Linked DNA regions of Mus musculus: region 2 is linked to region 1. Evidence: chromatin contacts called from public HiChIP or PLAC-seq data. All regions are on one chromosome and are shown on one strand. Each heading gives the region's core, a stretch centred on a gene start, on an enhancer-like site or on the middle of the called end of the contact. The rest is flanking DNA. Distances are from core to core; before and after follow the strand shown. Region 1 overlaps Ccdc60 (coiled-coil domain containing 60). Region 2 overlaps Gm42010 (a long non-coding RNA gene).

Region 1 (7,189 bases), core at 2,278-4,777:
ACACTTCCCCGTGTGGACAGGCGGCAAAGTGTCAGCTTCCATGTGTTTTCCATGACTGCAGAGCTTTCTACACGCCCCCGGGGAATGCCTTCATCTTTCCCTCATTCTCTCCCAGTCCCCGCAGGAGTCTCTTCTCTAGGCTCCCCCCCTGAGCCCTTCCAGAACCACTGGCTGGAGTCACCCTTCCAGCTGTTTGCTCCCATGGCAGCCTGTGCCTGTCTTTCTGTCACGCTCACCCTGCTCAGGATGGCTTATCTGACAGGAGTCTCTGCCCCCGGGGTTCTGGCTTACATCAGAGCTGAGAGCCTGCTCTGCTCACCAGTGTGGGCATCCCGCATGACATGCACGAATGAATGGCTCAGAACTTTTTTGTTTGTTTGTTTGTTAGATTCTAAAAAGGAAGGACATGAGGAGAGGCTCAAACTCAACCAGCAGACGAATGGAGAAAGTCTGGTACGTCTGCAACCCTGAGTACAATTCAGAAACGAAAGTAAGCACAGAGTAACATGCTTGGTCACGTGGGGATGGGAGAGGCAGCCATAGAAGATCATGGACCTAAACAACCACATCGCCGGAAGAAATGGGCCCACAGCCATAGTGGCTGGTGTTTGGCTGCAGTCAGGGGAAGCAGGGGGATCGTCAGGTTTACAGTGCTCTGCATTGGGTTGAGTGGCAGTTACACGGGCTCATGTATTTGCCATACCTTATTAAGCTGCAGAACCCAGGGGTGTGTGTGTGTGTGTGTGTGTGCATTGTAGTGGAAGTTAGAGTTTGACATGAGTGGATCAGGGCTGGGGAGATGGCCCAGGGTAAAATGTCCGCTGTACAGGCATAAAGACCCAAGTTCAGATCTCCATTGGCCATGTAAAGGCTGGACATGGCAGCACAGGTCTGTAACCTCAGAGTGATGGGGCAGAGATGTGATGATCGTCAGGGCTTGTCAGTCAGGGCAGGTCTCCACAAACTGGCAAGTCTTGTGTCAAGTGAGAGACCCTGTGCTCCCCACAAAAATTTAAGAAGGTGGAAAGTTCTAGGGAGAGTCACCTGATGCTGGCTTCTGGCCCCGATACATACATGTGCAGCTGTGCACATCCAAGCACACACACACACTCACATACACATATTCACATACATACTCACATACACACTTACACATATACACACTCGCACAATATACATATACACTCCACACACTCACATATACACATATGCACATACACACACACACTCACACAATACACACACATACTCAGTTACATACACTCACACACATACAAACATGTACACTGCCCCCCACAAAAAAAAAACCCAGATTAATAGAACAACAGTAAGAACAATCGGGGAAGCCTGGAGAAAGGACATTGCTCTGAAAACCCTGGTGGTTAAGCACTGAGGTTTCTAAGAAAGGGTGTGTGTGTGTATGGGTACTTATTATCCTAGTAAGACAGATTGGGGGGTGGGGAGATAAATAGCAAAGACTTGTAATTTCAAAGTTGCTAGAGAGATGTGGAGGCAGAAACCCAAAGGAGAGAAAATTCCAGAACAAGCAGTATCTAGGAACTATAAGACTAATACACAAAAAACGAACGGCACATTTAAAGAAATATGGTGCCAAACCTCCTGCTCACTATAGTCTGACGATAGCCAGTGAAAATGCCCCTTACAGCTCTCAGCAAAGGAAAAGCTTTTTCAGACAGGCAGAAAGAGTGAAGGACCCTGCGCTTATGGGATACAGGGCCTGGTTAGCCAAGCAGGCAAGGCTGGTGGGTTCCAGGCGTGGTCAGGGGTCTGGCTGACCTCTCTGCTTCATGTCTGGCTGGAAGGTGTAAGCCCCTCCCACTCCTGTTGCCGCGGTCTGCTCCTGGGAATGCTACAGTATCTTCTGCCTTGCTTTGAAGCTGCAAGCTAAAATGGGCCCTTCCCTTCCAAACTGCCACAGCCACCCGACACAGTTGGTGGGCTGTGTCTGTGATATGGCCGCTGTGGATCTACCAGGGGTGAATCTTTTGAGAAAGCAGATGGCAGACCTCTCATCCTTCCTCCATGCAGAGCCCTTCAACGGGTGAACAAATGAGCCACCAGTGGCATGTTCCTGTAGTCAAACCCTTCCTCACTTGAGCCGTTTCTGTTGAGTGTTTCATTTCATTACAACAATGTAAAAGTAACTAATACAGTGAGCCACCAAGTGATGGCTGTGGGCTGGGTGATCATGAATGGCAGCGTCTACTCCAGGGACAGGCAGGCATTGTGTGGTGAGGGCCATGACTCTAGCCGGCCCCAAAGGGTTGGAGAGAGAAAGATCGATCATGGGCGAGTCAGAAATAGCTTCTTCAACGGAACTTGACAGTGGGTATGGTGATGCACACCTTTGATTCCAGCACTCAGGAGGCAGAGGTGGGCAGATTCATGTGAGTTCAGGGCCAGCCTGGTCTACATAGTGAGTTCCAGGAAAGCCAAGGCTATCCACAGTGAGACCCTGTCTCAGAAAAGACAATGAAAGAAAGAGAAGAACTTGCTGATCTCAACCAAATACTTAGGAGCTCAGAACACACTTAAGTACCAAAGGATTCTTTCTTTTGCTCTCTGTTGGCTTCCATTCTGCACCTACCTGGGCACAAAGCCAGTACCCGAAAACTTCCTGACCCCGAGGAGAAGCACAAGGTCCCTGGGTGAGCTTGCGCCCCACCCCACTTCTGCCCTATTCACTGGGCCTGTGGCACCTACTCCCCACCCCCACCCCCAAAGTCTGTGCTATGCTTTGCTGGGAACCAGGAATATAAAATAAAGAATTTGTCTGCAACAACACTGCTCGGTCTACTTTGATGCCTTGTGACCAAGTTCTTTATCAAAACAACCCCGCCCATCCATCCCTCAGCAGGCAGTGCTGTGGGAAGCCGTGCACTCTGTACAGTGCTCTGAAGGAAATCTTCTCCTTTCTCCTTTGTAAAAGGCTACATTCAACAAAGGACCACTGATGCCAGGAAACCCAGAGGCCAGGCTCTTCCCTGTGACCACGGGGATTGCAGCCCTGTCCTTCACTGTTGAGACATATGCCAGTCTTGCCTAATGATCTATTTACAGGGTTACAGACAGATGCCCACCTCAGTCCTGGGCAGACTAAAGGACATACATGTATCTGAAAGATGGGGGCGGGGGTTGCTTAGCAGTCGGTCTGAAACACTGGTTCCTTTGTTCAAATGGCCAGCTTGGCTTCTCTGTCTCTCCCCTTTTTAAACATATGAGATGGTTGAAACAATTAATTAAGCTAATTAAGCTGAAAGAAGAAAAGTGATACATAATGTATTGTTCTTCATCCTTACAATGACATGGGAGAGAAAGGAGGAGGGGTGAGAAAGGGAGGGAAGGAGGGAGGGAGGGAGATAGAGAGACAGACAGAGAGACAGAGAGAGAGAAGGCAGGGGAGGGAGAGAGAGATTGATTGAGCGAAGGCTCAGCTCTCACACACTGGGGAAATAAACACAGCCTTTTCCTTCCTGGGAAACAGCACTTTCTTTTTTCCTCTGACTCAGGGCTGGCTGCCACTGGCTGCTTAGGTGGCACTTGGCCTCAGACCAGCAACCCCTCTCTTCCATCCAGACCCCTGCGACAGATTAAACCCTGGTCCTTTTAAGCCCCAGAAGAGGCTGTTGTTCCTCCCAAGCAGATGAGGGCCAGGTGAAGATCCAGAACCAGAGGAAGAGGACAGTCTGTGAGGAGCCACAGCCTGGCCACCTGTAGTTAGAGTTCTGTGGTCTCAGGGTGGTTTCTCTCTCCACATGCCTGTCACTTGTCATGGGGATGACATAGGCTGGGAGGGCAAAGTTGGAAACTGCATTTAGAGAAACTCAACAAAAAAACGAAGCCAAGCTGAGCCTCTGCGGGGGTATCTGTGGCAGTGAGCATCCACAGGGAGTGGGGCAGGGGTAGAGGTGGGGGTGGGGCACGTGGACTTTTGCGGGCAGACAGACCTGCTTTCGAGGGTTGCTCTCTCCCTGAGCAGCCGGCCTCTGTCTTAGTCACTATTCTACTGATGTAGAGAGACACCATGGCCAAGGCAAAGGGTCTTATTAAAAGGCAGCGTTTAATTGGGGCTGGCTTACAGTTTCAGAGGTTTAATCCATTGTCATCACGGGGAGGGGAACGTGGCAGCACACAGGCAGACTCGATGCAAGAGAGGAAGCTGAGAGTTCTACATCTGGATGCACAGGCAGCAGGAAGAGAGAGAATCCCTAGGCCTGGCTTGAACTTTTGAACCATCAAAGCCCACCCCCAGTGACGCACACTTCCTCCAGCAAGGCCATGCCTCTTAATCCTTCTCAAGTACTGCTGATCCCTGATGACTGAGCCTCCAAATATGTGAGCCTAGAGGTAATATCTGTTGATCACGTGCTATGATGCTGTGCCGCCTTGGTACACAGGAAGAGAAAGGACAGGCTGTGTGCCAGACTAGTTTCAGGTGCCACGGGTGGCAGACTCAAGCACAGCAAGAGGGACCGCTGAGCAGCAGTCTCTGAAGTCACTGCAGAAGAATAATCCCACAGGCCTTGGCTCCCGTGAGGAGATGAGCAGACCAGACCAGGAGGGAGGGATTTGAGAAGTGATTGATTGCCTCCACACCAGCTTCTGTGATCCTGGGCTGACACCACAGAGGGAAGGAGGCAAGGACCATACAGGGGGAACCTTGCCCCTGGGGGCTGGTGGACTGGTCTTCCAGTTCCTCCCTAGGAAGCCTGTAAGACAGGGGCGGGCTCAAGAGTCTTCTGGGGTATGAAGAGTGGACACCAGTTGGTCAAGGCACTTCTCCTCAGCAGTGTATCAGTGAGAGCGAATCGAGTAGCATGCCTCCTTGCCGCCCAGAGCTTTTCTATTGGAAATGTGTGCCTTACTGATGGCTATGACAAATGTCTCTGCCACCTACATCAATGGTTAACTGTCTAGGTCCTCCCCTTGGGGTGGGACTTCATAGCCGATTTCCCATCCAAGGGTGACGACGAGCGCAGTCCTGGGGCAGTTTTGCACAGCTCACTGGGCTACACACACATATCCCGTTACGTGGGATCAGAGGCCGTTTGACCAGAGGAAGGAGCTCCAACGAGAGGGTGTCAGGATGAATATGGCCTAGATATGTCAGGCGCATGTATGAATAAAGCACAACAAAGCCCATTATGATGTATATTTAATATATGCTAATAAAACACTAAAAAAAAATTAAGGAAGAGTCAAGGTTGCCTGTGTCTGCTCCCACAGACCCTGCGGGCTGGCCCCCAACTCACACAGTCCTTCCATCCCATGGTAAGGAAGCCAGGCTGACATTCTCCCAAGTTCCCCAGTGCCTCCCCTGAGCCTTGAGTCGCCTCCTTTAAATGGTCTATAAATATCTGAGAGCGTCTTGATTAGCAGACGACAAGTTCCTCTAATAAGCATGGAAACGTAGGCAACAACCCTGTGCTAATTACCTTTTGGGCATTTGCTTCAAGGGCTCTCAGGAAGGGAACCTTGCCGGCTGCATTACCCTTTTGGCGCCTTCTGCGGCATACATATACAACTGACAGCTGGGGAGCCGTCGTTCCTGGAAATGTCAGCGTCTAAGCATTCTTAATTCTTGATATTTGTGGGCCACTGGCTTTGATCCCTACATGGCAATAGAGAGAGAGGTGATTACCCCTAGGGAGAGCTTCCTCTACAACAGGGACGTTTCTGAGCATTACACTGGCAGTCCTTCCAGCAAACCAGTCAAGTGGGAACTGTTACTGCTTACATGGGGGAAGAAGAGGAGACTAAGACACAGGGAGTCACTTGCCCATGGGGGTGGTGGTGGTTAATCCTGACTGGGAGACATACCTCCGGGTGTGTCTGTTGAGAGTGTTTCCAGGGAGGGGCGAGTGAGGAGGGAAGACTTCTCTTCACAGTGGGCAATCTGAGTGAGGTTACAGACAGGGCAGTGTTTGCCTCACATAAATGAGGCCCTGGGTTTCATCTTTAGTGACTCGATCATGCCCCCTCCCAAAGAGATCCAAGGGGATCAGCAGTGTCCCCTGCCTGCCTTCGTTCCTTCCTGAGTGGGAGCCTTTCTTTCCTGAGAGAGCATCCCACTCCAGTTTCTGTGGCCTTTTAACATGGAAGAGACTCCAGCAGCTGCACCCTCTACCCTACAGGGAGCTTCCGGACCTTCAGGGATCGATTGGTACTCTTTGGGCATCCAGCTATGTGGATGGAACTGAACTGGAGGGTTTACTATTCTGGACTGCAGCTAGCTATTCTGAGCTCTCCAGACCCTGCTCTGTAAGAGCTACTCTAATACATCCTCTTGTGGTGTGTATCCTGGGCCCTGAGAGTTGACTCAGCTGTTAAGAGTGCTTATTGCTCTTGTGGAGGACCTGGGTTCTGTTCCCAGTACTCACACTGGGCAGCCTGTAACTCCAGTTTCCAGGGGATTTGGTGCCCTCTTCTGGTCTCTAAGGGTTTCTGCACACACATGGTGCACAGAAATATATACAGGCGCACATGCACACAAATACAGCTATCAACCATTTTAGCTTATACATCCACTCTAATTGGTTCTGTTCCTCCAGAGAAGCCTGCCAATCACCAGTTTGCCATCTCTGTGGAACAGCCAGCAGAGGCTGTGGTACGGGTGGGCGGGGCATTGTGGGTCCCTGCTCAGGTGGGATCTACAACTGCCTGAGGATGTGAGGATGTGCATGCAGAAGTGGAAGGTTCCCCCAGACTCACTCTCGGGGTTTCTGCCCTGTGCACAGGCACTTTCTGAATGTTCTGTTCTCTAAGCCAAGTGGCCAGATATCAAGAAAGAAAATGGATCAAATTCACAAAGCTGAGTGCTTTTTTTTTTCCCTAAACAAAAACCCTATAGGTCAGAGCTTAGATTCAGAAGAAATTCATTTAACTGGATACACCTCAATTATCCAACCCAATTAAGCTGTTTAAATGATCAGCGTCTCCGCCTCCCCACCCCCAAGCCCTATCCCTCATTAGCTGAGCCTCTTGTCTCCTTTCCTTTAGCTAGCGGGTCTTGGCAGCGTATTGACCTGGAATCAAAACACGCCTTTCTTAGAAACGAGGGCTCTAATTAGAAACGGCATCCGTGCCTTCCACCGAAAAGGGCTCTGTTTGGGAAGTTGACTGCTTCTTTTCTTGCTTCCTTCCCCCGTCTTTAGCTCTTCCCTGTGAC
Region 2 (7,189 bases), core at 1,902-4,401, 610 kb after region 1:
CAGATGACCTGGGCTTGTGTCAAGTGGACATAAAACTACCCAGCAGGGTGCCCACTGGTGCTAACTTACGCTGTACAAGGTTTTTATGGAATCCACAGGCAAGGCATAATCTGGGTCATAGGTAGCCCCTGCAGTTAGATGGACTTACTTAGCAAGTTGATGTAGGAAGCAATCCCTCTGGGAAGGGGATAAATACGTCCTGCATCACCTCTGGACTCTGTGCACACATGGGTGACTCCCAAAGCATGCACATATGTGCACGCACACATCCACAAAAACACATGTGCATACATGTACACATAAATACCCAGTGGACAAAAGAGAAACACCTGATGTCGATCTCTGACATGCACACACATGCACACACATGTACACATACCCACCCACAAACACACACACATATACATTTGCCTCATAGCCAGAGACAGAGCTCTGAGCCTACTATATGAGAATCCAGCAGGAATGAATAAACTGTCAAGGCTGGAGGGAAGCCCGCACCAGGAAACAAACCCAGCAGGCCCTTGGGCTTAGACATAGCCCCAGAAATGAGAGAAAATAAATTGTTGTTGAAGGAGTGTCTTCTGGTTGTCATGACAACTGTAAATGCTACCTAAGTTTCCTTCAACACCTCTTCATCTTTCTCCTCTCTGCACAAAAAGAAAATCAGCACAGGGGACACCTAGAACCTGGGTTTTTCTATCGTGGCAGACACCAAGGGGGTCATGACCCAGATGCATGAATGCTGAGGTTTCAAATGCCATAGATGCCCAGGAAGGCCAGGCAGGATACAAGAGGAGAAGGAGGTGCCAAGAGCACAAGCTGACTACGTTTTCACTACTCAGCTTCAGCACCTTGTTGTGGAGGCAGCAAGCCACTGCTAGCAGCCTCGGCCTGTGCCCTTTGCTTTAAAGGAAGAAGGGGCTGGAGAGATGGCTCAGTGGCCAAGAGTACTCAGTGCTCTTCAGAAGGTCCTGAGTTCAATTCTCAGCACCCACATGGCAGCTCAAAACAGTCTGATGTCATCTTCTGGTGTGCAGATTGATATGTAGATAAGGTCCACAAATAAATAAATAAGTAATCTTAAAATAAATGAATAATTGGTATTCTGTATCTTCAGGTGGAATCACAGATTTTTTAAAACGCTGAGAACTTGTATGGCCCAGATGAAGCCTCTGAATGGGCTGTTCCTAGACTGCGGTTGGCTGTTGTCAGATAGTGTGCAAAGCCACTTACGATCTAGCAGAGAAAGAAACAAGCAAAGAGGATACATACTGCAGATCCACAGAGCTAAGTTGGAGTCCTAGGACCACCACTGAATTACTGTGTCACTTATCAGGCCGCAGACCCTCTCTGATCAGCCTAAGATAACATTTCAACCCTGTGGTTTCCAGTGTTTTATTTACACAAACGACAACCCCATAATTCTGCATGTATCATTTTATATATAGACGTACTTTACTTTTAATTATCTGCACGCTGATGTATGTATGTCTGTGTGTATGTGCATGTGAGTGCAGGTGCCCTTGGAGGCCAGAAGGGGGCGCTAGATCATCTGGCGCTGGAATTAACAGGCAGCTGTGAGACACTTGATGTAGGTCCTGGAAACCAAACTTGGGTCCTGGGAAGAGAGCATCAAGTGCTCTTAACTTCTGAGCCATCTCTGCAATCCCCATTTCTATTCTACAAGTTTATCTGAAAAAAAAAAAAAAGTCCCTAATGGGTTAGTACAGCCTGCTTTCTCAAGAGTACACAGAGACAGAGTTTGCATTACAAATGCTTCTTAGGTACACACAAACTTGTATAAAGAGTGTTCCTGGAAGGCCAATTAAATGTAAACAGCAAAGACATCCATCCATTTAGGAAGATATGGATAAAACGTGGTACATTTATCCTGGAGAATACTCAGCAATAAAAAGTAAAAACAGATAAGCTATGGATACTTGCTATGACATGGATGAACCCTGGAGACGGCATGCTACGGAAAATCAGCCAGCCAGCCTGGGCATGTAGCTCAGCTGGAAGAGGGCTTGCCTAGCAAGTGTGAACCCCTGGGTTCAATCCCAGAACCACATAGATAGTAGTTCAGGGTGTCTATCTGTAATCCTAGCACTCAGGAAGTGGAAGCAGGAGACTCTGAAGTTCAAGGTCATCCTCCTGGTACACAGGAAGTTCTAGGCTAGCCTTGGCTACATTAGACCCTGTCTTTAAAATATACAGAGAGGAAATGTAGCAGATGTGCAGCTTGGTCTTCATGTGGGTCCCAAACAACTGGAACAGGGGCTATCTATCCCAAAAGCTGTTGCCTGCATGTAGGATATTGTGCTTCTAGCTGGGCTGCCTTGTCTGGCATAAGTGGGAGAGGAAGCGCCTAACCTCGCAGAGAGTTGAAGTGTGTGTGTGTGGGGGGGGGTACCCAGAGAGGGCCCCACCTGCTCAGAGGAGAAAGGGAGAGAGATGGGGGAAGGATTGTGGGAGGGGGTGAAAGGGAGGGAAGCAGTGAGCAGGATGTAAAGTGAATAAGTAGAAAAAAATTAATTTTTAAAAAAAATATAGAAAAGGAGTAAACACACACACAGCACGGAGTACACTGAAAACTGTTGTGGCCATATTCCACAGTACATAAGTATAAATTACATACTTTATAAGTAGAGTAGAACTATCAATAAAACATTGAGGAGGAGGAAGAGGAAAAGGAGGAGGAGGAGGAAGCAGGATTGAGCACAGAATAAGATCGAAATAGCAATGCTGAGTTGGAAATGTAGCAGGAAGCACGTTGGGAGAGGGCTTGCAGGGAACGTACAAAGCCCTGGGCTCTACCCTTGTCAGTATCCCATGGATCTGCCTCCGTGGTGCACGCCTGTGACATCAGCACCTCAGAGGTGGAGACAGGAGGATCCAGAGTTCAAGGTCATCCTCAGCTTCAGTTGCAGTTCAGTTTCTGCCTACCCCAACAAAGAAAAAATAAAACTCAAGTCCAAGGTTGTGGGTCAACCAGGCGGAGCCAAAAACGTGAAGCCCCTCCTTCTGTCTGTCTTACTCAGGCCAGTTCCTAGCAAATTCCCTGGAAGGCATGGCCTTGGGGAGGGCGTGTCTCTGCAGCTGTCACAGACGCTGACAGTTGGAGGCCATCTGCTGAACACACTCCCCACGGCTGGGCAGTAAGCCCACCCAGGAGGAGGGAATGTAAAAGCCTATTTCAGTGTCTCTCTCGCCAAGTCAAAAGGCAAACGCGGCTAAGCTGGACAGTTACGGCCACAGCCTGCCACTGCGGCTGACACTGAAGGACTCCCAATTGCTGGTGATACTTGTGTATCTGGCACGGGAGACACATGGAACATCAGGAGGGGACACATTGCAGAGACCACAGGAAGGAAGACCTAAAATGTCTCTTGACAGTCTTTTCCCGTTCTTCTGTACGGATCACAGAGCCCAGCAGGGTAGTGTTGTTTTCCATAGAAATCTGACATGTTGTAAGCTGGGCTTTAGAATACTTGGCCTGGTGACAGCAGGCAAGATGGATTGGAAAGGGGAGACCCAGAAGACAGGGAGACTAATTAGCAGATTATTGGAGCCAGCCAACCGTGAGATGGGAGGGTGGTGGTTTCTGTAGAAATGCAAGGGGAGAGGACAGGAGGGAAGACAAGCGTGGGTGCACCTGCGGGAGTGGGCACTGCGAATGGCAAATGGCGGATGGAGCAGACTGGAGCCAAGGGCGTTGCTCTGTTCCTTCCCGTGCACTGTTAGCGACTCTGTGTTAGCAAGGTGGGAGTGGGGGATTGAGTCAGCAGTTCCGAGCACTTCCTGCTCTTGCAGAGGAACCAAGTTGAGTTCCCAGCACCCAGACGGTTCAGATCACAAACTGCCTGCAACTCCAGCTCCAGGTGATCAGGGGACCTCTTCCGGCTTCCCAGCGTGCACCAGCCACCACGCCTGGCTCCAAACACAGGAGCCCACCGGGGACGTTATGGTTTCAGTCTGCTGATTGTGACACCGGCCTCTTAGTCACCTTCTCTGTGTAAATATACCCCTACTCCTCCCCCACAGTCACCACCCAGCATCTCCTAGACAATGTGTTCCTACAACCCAGTCTCCTTAAAACAGAGATGAGTGTGTGTGTGTGTGTGCGCATACATTCTCCACCTTGTTTAATTGAAGTAGGTAGAGTCCGTTGATCCTCCCAGTCTCGGAGCTCACAGATTCGGCTGACCAGCAAGCCCCAGAAACCCTCTGGTCTCCAAATATACACTGCAGTGTTTAGATTTTTTTGTCTGTTTTTTTTTTTTTTTTTTTTTTTTTAAATCTTAAACTGTATGTGGGTTTGTGCACATTCATGAAGTAAGAGTCCATGGAGGCCATCAGATCTCCCAGATCTGGAGCTTTCCTGTCTTCCTTCAGGTCTCTGGAATAATAAATAGAAGCAGAGGACAGGACGCTTCCATCCGTTTGACAAGGTCCATGCAGCTCTGAGCGGGTGGCTTCCTGCTCTGCCCATGCTTTACCTGGTCTGTGAGCTGCTCACAGTGACACAGGGACACCTGGCACTATCGCACACTTTGTACATGTGGATAGCCAGCTCCAACCCAGCACCTCACCAGACCCCACAGCCTGGAGAACAGCTGCCGTGGCTGGCCCACACCCCATAGCATATTTGTGGTATTTTAATGCCCCAGACTCATTCCAGCTTTGCTTTGTGTAACTCGCGTGTAATCACATTGTTTGAGTCAAAATTCAAGTCCAGCCCTCCCAAGGGTACAGGGACTGGCTAAGTGGGATGATGGATAGAAGATACCTGTCATAGGGCTGAACAGAGAGATGCTCTAAGGAGGGACCATGGAAAGCAATGGAATCCCACTCCCTGCTCTCTTTCTTGTGGCCACTCCCTGACTCCAAGTATATAGAGTGGGATTCATCATTAACTAGTAATTAAACCACTTACTTTATTAGCTCACAGGTAACATAATTTGTTCAAAGAACCCAACCGTTGGCAATATTTCTCTCTATGTGAATGTGATCCCGTTTGTCCCCCTTAAAGGTAAGGGCTGGGTGAATCCATCTGAATGTTGTTGGGTTTCCCTGCATGGCCATGTCTAATGGTACCTTGTTCTATGTCTAATGGTGCCTTGTTCTACACTGTTTCTGGGTGGCTTGGTGATGGGAACACCCCATGTCTTAGTTAGGGCTTTACAGTTGTGAACAGACACCATGACCAAGGCAACTCTTCTAAGGACAACATTTAATTGGGGCTGGCTTACAGGTTCAGAGGTTCAGTCCATTATCATGAAGGCAGGAGCATGGCGGCATCCAGGCAGGCATGGTGCAAGAGGAGCTGAGAGTTCTACATCATCTGAGGGCTGCTAGCAGAATATTGGCTTCCAGACAGCTAGGAGGAGGGTCTTAAAGCCGCATTGACACACCCACTCCAACAAGGCCACAGTTAATAGTGCCACTCTCTGGGCCAAGCATATACATACTATTACACCAAGTGACAGGTTCTTGCATCTTTTCTCCATAGCTGAATTTTAGACGTTTAATGGTTGGCTCTCTGGCTCCGTTCCGTTGTGTGTGAGTGCCTGTCTTCTTACTCTCCAACCAACACGATAGGGTTGTTCTCCCGTCACACCATGCTCTGAGGCTGTACTGACTCCTAGGGGGCTCCTGCGTCTAGCTGCCATAGGGGCTTCTGAGATCTAATGGGGTTATGAGCTCACTGCCTCGGGGGCCATCAGCAACACTTCTTGGCTTCTACACAGTCAAGATCAAGGTTGCACCCACTTGGGACCACAGTGACAGGCAGAGAAGGCTATGCTGAGGTTTGCTGATTTCCCCCTTTGAAACTCACTGGCTTTAGTCCATCTGTCCATCTCTAACCCATCAGGGGAGCCTCCCTAATCAGGTTTCAGGGGCTTTAAGACCATCTCAAGGAGCTTCAGTGTGCTGATTGAATGCTCTTGAGCACTGCGGTAGCTGTTCAGCGGTATGGGGACCTGGGTTTTACCGCCATGTAGCTAATAAGGCTATTAACACAAACCGAGCCTGCCGCCCGAACTTAGGACACCATAAATCTCTCTTCCCACTGGAAGGATTTACAGTGTGGCGCACTCAGAGGCCACTGTCTCTTGCTGTGTTCTGCTTTCAAGACTTGGCAAGGAGAGGCAGGGCCCAATAAAGGGAATGCAGTCCCCAGAAAGGAGGGAGACGTCTAAGCTGGGCCTGGACTCAGCTCCCGTTCCTGCTGTCAGCTTATGGCTCTGACCGGTGCCGTGGGCAGATTGAAATTTTATGATCCTGATCATGTAGCACCTGCTTATGTCCCGTTTATAGAGCGAGTGCCTTGTGCCAACCTCTTCACAAAAGGAGGAGCTATCAATCTCCTGGCATCTTTTTGGAAGTGAGAACACATTACACCCTCCCCCTCTCTCTCTCTGTGTACATTCATATATGTGCATGCTGTATGCCTGTGTGTGCACAAGTGTGCTCATTTGTTCCTGTTTGCCTGTGTATCTATATGTGTAAGTGCATACCTTCATGAGTACATATGCACAGGTGTATATGTGTGCGCATGTATGTGCATGTCTGTGTACATGGTGTGCATGCAAGTCTGTGTGTATGCATGTGTGGCTGTGTCTTAGTTAGGGTTTTACTACTGTGAACAGACACCAAGACCAAGGCAACTCTTATAAGGACAACATTTAATTGAGGCTGGCTTACAGGGTCAGAGGTTCAGTCCAATATCATCAAGGCGGGAGCAGGGCAGTGTCCAGGCAGGCAGGCATGGTGCAGGAGGAGCTGAGAATTCTACATCTTCATCTGAAGGCTGCTAGCAGAATATTGGCTTCTGGGTAGCTAGGATAAGGTCTTGAAGTCCACACCCACAGTGACACACCTATTACAACAAGGACACGCCCACTCCAACAGGGCCATGCCTCCTCCAACAGGGCCATGCCTCCTCCAACAGGGCCATGCCTACTGCAACAAGACCACACCTTCTAATAGTGTCACTTCCTGTGCTGAGCATATACAAACCATCACAGTGTGCATACGGCTGTATTATGTTCATGCACATGTCCATACATGAGGTGCCCTTGTGTGTAGGTGTACATTCGTTTATGTGTGCATGCGTATGAGTAAGCATGTGTTCCCACTGAACAGTGCTCTCATCTCACAGTTTACCTGAACCAGAGAATTTAAC

What was found. HiChIP or PLAC-seq counts read pairs in DNA pulled down with a chosen protein or histone mark.
Region 2: an H3K4me3 HiChIP or PLAC-seq map of embryonic forebrain shows a contact between it and region 1, with 5 times the contacts expected there. The contact joins two enhancer-like sites. A contact is called at or near these places in 1 of 39 promoter capture datasets (hippocampal neurons), 2 of 115 datasets of contacts at active chromatin or transcription factors (astrocytes and embryonic forebrain) and 1 of 9 other capture datasets (adipose tissue).

Annotation. Positions count from the first base shown.
Region 1 is chr5:116,271,509-116,278,697 of GRCm38.p6, forward strand. All of the region lies in intron 1 of Ccdc60 (coiled-coil domain containing 60), which reads right to left. Gm52827 (a long non-coding RNA gene) reads left to right here and starts at 7,176. Exons shown (of 3, transcript XR_003955985.1): 1 at 7,176-7,189. Within about 2 kb of position 3,528, at least 25 of the 459 cell types and tissues checked have an H3K27ac peak or open chromatin away from gene starts, as enhancers often do. A contact at or near this core is called in embryonic forebrain, where this site is marked.
Region 2 is chr5:116,883,255-116,890,443 of GRCm38.p6, forward strand. Gm42010 (a long non-coding RNA gene) reads left to right here. Exons shown (of 2, transcript XR_878710.1): 2 at 1,118-1,383. Among named protein-coding and RNA genes, the nearest start is that of Gm42010, 6.6 kb to the left of the region's middle. Within about 2 kb of position 3,152, at least 15 of the 459 cell types and tissues checked have an H3K27ac peak or open chromatin away from gene starts, as enhancers often do. A contact at or near this core is called in embryonic forebrain, where this site is marked.